2 separate regions of the Drosophila melanogaster genome follow, and region 2 is linked to region 1. The links are chromatin contacts, called in public Hi-C maps. All regions are on one chromosome and are shown on one strand. The core of a region is the stretch at or near the end of the contact, and the rest is flanking DNA. Distances in the headings are between cores, read along the strand shown. Region 1 holds the start of msi (musashi). Region 2 holds the start of SppL (Signal peptide peptidase-like).

The links. A called contact is a pair of places that touch in the nucleus more often than the background predicts.
Region 2: a contact with region 1 is called in a Hi-C map of the Kc167 cell line, with 3 times the contacts expected there. A contact is called at or near these places in 3 of 107 Hi-C or Micro-C datasets (the Kc167 cell line, larval central nervous system and wing imaginal disc).

The regions. Positions count from the first base shown.
Region 1 is chr3R:25,514,722-25,517,421 of dm6, reverse strand. msi (musashi) reads right to left here and starts at 1,304. Exons shown (of 7, transcript NM_001276031.1): 1 at 1,073-1,304.
Region 2 is chr3R:25,880,536-25,883,235 of dm6, reverse strand. SppL (Signal peptide peptidase-like) reads right to left here and starts at 1,252. Exons shown (of 7, transcript NM_143180.2): 1 at 961-1,252. It overlaps Tsp96F (Tetraspanin 96F), which reads left to right and starts at 1,809. Exons shown (of 5, transcript NM_001276048.2): 1 at 1,809-2,220. The coding sequence starts at 2,155.

The DNA.
Region 1 (2,700 bases), core at 55-2,554:
GAATGCTTAAAACTGAGAAACAAAGAGTAATTGTTTAATTCAGTTGAAGGGAAGGATTGCCAGCTATTTCGCTTTGATTTATGTGAAATTTACAAATCAAATTTATTTCGGTTGGAAAGTGTTCAGTTATCGTATCTGTTGTTTAAGCTTAATTAATTTAATTGTCACATATTCCATGGGATTTTGAACTGTACACGGGCTTATGCGTGTTTATTTCTTTTAAATAACGACAATTTGTTAAATTGTAGTAAAATATTTCATTATCGTTAGTTCCCTAGAGCCATTTCTGATTTTCTTCAAATCTTAGGTCTCCTTTCAGTTCTTATCGTACACAACTCGTTGAGAAATACACAAAACTGAAACGCAAAATTGTTGTTGTTGATAAAACTGAGCTAGTCACCGACAACAACCACAGTAAACATTAACCACAGCTTGTAGTTTGATAATGGATTTTTCTGTTTTAAAAATTGATGGTTTTCTCCAGTGCACAAATGTTCACCAATCTCGAATCGAAATTTGATATAAATTTAATCCATTTGAATTGAATTTTGTATCAATTTATTAGTAAAGCACTTATTTAATTACACATGTTTTATTTAGTCAAATTACTGGGCTTTTTATCTCGAGCTGAGAGTTCATTGTTTTATATTATTTATACACACATATCTTGAACTCGTCTTTTGTATGGATTATCGGTCTCTTAGTCATAGCGAATTAAATTGCTTTATGTTTTGGCATTCATTAGTTAAACATATCATTAGTTAATAAACCATGAAAGTTGATTTTAGATTTAATGATAAATTTTGTTTATAATCTTAATAGCCATGAAATACATATTTTATTTAGCCGCTCAAGTCATTGATTTGAATAAAGCTTGATGGGTTGTGCATGCATGTGTAGAGAGATTTCGAATCGTATTTTTAATTAATTTGCATGCACTGGCATCCGTTTTATGGATGCGGTTTGTTCATTTAGCTTAACAATTTAACACGTAATTTAATTCAGTCATGCAACATGTCAGAAACAGATTTTCTTATTATTGTATTTTCTAGGGGCGACAAATAGGAATTACTTTAAATGCGCGGCAAACAAAATTCAAGCTTTGTTTGTTTGTTTATTTTCCATTAGCCCACTTCGGTTTCGATTTCGATTTTCGGCCCAGTCCAGAATCAAGTTAAGACCTGGCTTTATCTGCATGCACAAACGGAAATCAACGACAAAACGACGACGACACGATGAAAACGAATCCACGAATCGCTCCGCTTCGAATCAACTGGCTGTTGTAACGGTCGCAGGCAAACTGAGTCCGAAAGATACAGATACAAGTACAAGCGGCCCCCGCGGAAAAGTTCTCTCACCGCCTCTCGCTTTTTATACCTCTTCCTCTCTTTGTCGATCTATCTCTCTCGGTTGTTTGTCGTTTGCGGCAAGCATAATAAAATAAAACAAGTGGTCGAGTTTTCCAACTTGCAGATACCCGGTTTTTAGATACAATAAGTTTTAGATACACTAAGCTTAACTTCCCAATGATAAATATAATTTAAAAAATTACTTTAGGAATTTTATTTAAAAAATAGATATAATATAAAATATATTTTAAAATAATACTCTGCAAACGCAATATACTCTGGGAATTTCTGAAGTACAGGGTAATCCAAAAGGAGAGCGGAATCGTTCTCTCTCTTGCGATGCGATGGCAACAACCACCCACAACATAAGCGGTTCACTCGCCCCCACCACACCACCAGCGAAGGAACAAAAACAAGCAAACTCTCTCTCCCATAAACTGAGAGCGCGTTGTTGTTTGCGGCGAAGTCGCTCAAAAAACGCCATTTGGGGAGACAGCAACAACTTTTGGGACTCATACTGTTGTCCCGTTCGCACTCGAGCGCTCTCTAACTTCCGGTCCCGTATGCTGCGACGTAGTGTTGTTGCTGTGGCTTTTTCAGTGGGGAAATGAAAATGAGCATCATTTGGTATTTACTTGGTATTTTTCGGTACTTTAAAATTGTTGCTTAAGTGCAATAAAAAATTTAATTTAATTAATTTGAAGGAAATGCTTGTAATATTGTAATTTTTATTTAACACACACTTTATTATTATTTTACCTTTACCATTTTTATATGATTGTTAAACAACGACTTAATCCCAGTTTATAGCTTATTTTATAGCGTTTTTGTCGCCTGTTGCACCCACCGCAATTACCAAATGTCGGCACGCCCCCGCAAAATTCAAAATTTACACAAATTTTTTGCAAAATCGCAGACGGGCGCTCCCAAATCAGAAGAAAAAAATCTAAAACAATAATTTCAGCGGCTTATTAGACGGCCTAAAAACATCAAAGGCCTACCCATTCCTAAGCAAGATTTCATGAAATTTGCTCCTTTTTTTATTTTCTTTATAATTCACAACAAAACGCGCAACAAGCGCAACGAGTTTTCTGCAATCGAGCAGCTGACGGCGAAAAAGAGTTTTTTTCTGTAATATATTTTCCCTTATTTTGTTTGGTCCATTTTTTCATGTTGGTTCCTTTTTTGTCGGGACACAAGAAACTTGTTTGCAGAGCTTCGGGCGATAAAGAAGGAGAAATATATAACAATAGCAACAGCAACAACAGTGACTGAGGCAGACAGGTCAAAGGAGCAGTTTTTGCCCCTGCCACGCCTCCATTTCGTCTACATCTTAACCGCCCACCGCCTG
Region 2 (2,700 bases), core at 3-2,502, 370 kb before region 1:
CACTCACGCATAAACTTACATATGCGCACACACACACGCAAACACTTTCTAATTTGAAACGCCCCAAAGTGGGGAACAAAAACAAAATAAAAGAAGTACCAAGCAATTGGCTTCGCTGTAACTGCCCACGACGAATGTGAAAGTGAAATTGGCGAAGATACAGCATTCGCAGTGGCCAAGGGGCGAGGGGTATACCTCTAACATAGAAGAGAGTGGACTTTAAACATAAATATTTACCGCTACCTTCTACACAGTAGTTTATTTCGTGAGAAAGAAACACAATATAAGGGTAGCTTTTAGAAAAGCTGTACTTTTTTCTATTAAAACTTTTCAAAATATTAAATGAAACCGTATATATTATTATTCACATTTTTATTAGGATTTCTAGCAAGCTACTACATATTACTAATCCAATCTTGCTTGTAAACGTTTGCTAATATAATTATATTTACGTTGAAAACAGTGAAATGCGCTACATTAGCACCGCCGACGGGGGAACCAATTAAGTTTTTAAGTGCACTGAACGCGGAAAGCATAAAAACAAGTGCGTAAAGTGGGCGCAACGTTTTTCGTTTATTATGCAAAAAGAGGGGGGGGGAGGTAGGGGCTTTACTTTGGCAAAGACTGGCTTGCAGCGCTTGAGAAATTTTCAGTACGACTAAAGCTTAGGCTGCGCTTTAAGGTTTTTTCCTCGTTTTTCCATTTCGTGTTTGGTTACACTCCACTTCGTTCCACTTCATTCCATTTCCATTCCACAAAACTCCAACTTCGCTCCACTGCGTAACAAAATTACAAGACACACTCACACAAACTTGCAACAAGCCGACAACAACAACAACAGCAATAAGGGAAGGGGGGAAATTGTCATGTTTCTGATTTCAATGCAATCGAAATATATATTGAAAAACGTATGTGGTGCACTCGATACTCCCCAAAAAAGTTGGGGGACTTTTCGCTTACTTTGCCTTCACATTCACATTCGCGTTTGGCTGTATTTTCCTTGGTTTTTGTTTTTCCCTTTGCACCGATGTTCGTTTTCGCGATAAAAAGGTGTCTGCTACATTTTCACGCGCCTTTCATTTGCCTGCGAGCCGCTTTTCATGCATATTTCCACGATCTTCGGCGGTCGCTGCACTTAAACGTTAGACAGCCATTTTGCATTTGTTTCTATTAGTAACTATTGCGGAGGAGAAACAACAACGAATTAAACATTTCACGCTTTAGGCCATTTTCGCCTGCGCGAACAGTGTGACCGTTTCGCAGAAGAATGAACAAAGCATGAACTATTAAGGTCACATTTCAAACTGTTTACATTTACAGATTTAAATATTTTGGGAAAATCATAGCCAAAGTAAATCAAAAACCTGGAATATCCTAATTTTCAATTACCCACTTTCATAGTAATAATTAAATAGACATGTTAAAATAATGTAAACAACCACAAATTTATACTTTAAAATGAAATCTACTTTAAATATGGTGATTATAGCTGAAACATTGGGGATAATAGTTAGTTAGAATATCTAAATTTTTAATTTTTAACTTTCATAATAACAATCAAAAGGTTATTTGAACATTATGTAAACACTGAAACTAAATTACTTTTAACATTCAAGTGAAGTTTTTATTTTATTGGGAAAATTGGCAATAGAACTTATCCAAAATATCGATAGGCCACTTTGGTTTGCGTATAGGCTGCAAATCCAAGCAGGTTGCAAGCCATGCTAAGCCTCATCAAAGTTATTCAACCACTTCTTTGGTATCTTCTAAGGGTCACCACTTTTCGGTTTTTAGCCTTTCTATACCCGCTGGTATATTTGAACGGCCGAGCTAATGGTCGCACTGATACAAGAATTTTACGTTGGACGGACGCCTCGATGCACAAATAAAATTTTTAAAACAAATCGGGTGCAACGGCCAATCGCGCAAACAGTGGCTCAAATCGGTGGATTTTAGCACGGGAAATTTTAAAAAAATTTGAAAAATATAGTACAATCGAGCGGGTGTTTTGAAAAAGTGCAAAAGGTCGAAAAGTGCAGGCGACACTGCAGTTCGGGGTTCCTTGGAAAAAGAGCATCTCCAAGTGGTTGAAAAACCAGTTAAATTGCAGCTACTTTTTAAGGAGTTACCTATTTAAGAATATCAATCCGCGCCATGGGTCTCAACGGCTGCTGTTCGTGCGTCAAATATCTGATGGTCCTTATAAACATTTTATTCTGGGTATGTAGATTCCAGCAGCAGCAGCAACAACAACAATGCGAGATTCGGTTCTCTCCCATCACAACAACAACTGGAACACACGGACCTCCTTTTCGCGCGCGTGTGTGTGGGTGTTGCGTGAGCGAATGTGTGTGTGTTGTGTATTCCCTACGCCCCTCTTTCTCACGCTTGGCGCGCGGGCGGAGGGAGGAGCCGTGCGCACGCTCTTTGGAGTCCTACCGCTCTTTCAGTCCCTCTTTCCACTCTCTCGATCCCAGAGGTGCCCAAAACATAAGTTGAAACTTATTTAAGTACGGCTTGAAATATTTAATCGAAAAGGAAGTAAAAAATATAAATAAATAAATAATAAAATAAATATAATAATATATTAACTTAAATATTTTTTTTTTAATGAGCGGGCTTAAAAACATTAAATGGACAAGATTATATAAATATTCAAGTACGCGGTTAATTAAAAACATTAATAGAAGGGTTTTTCTT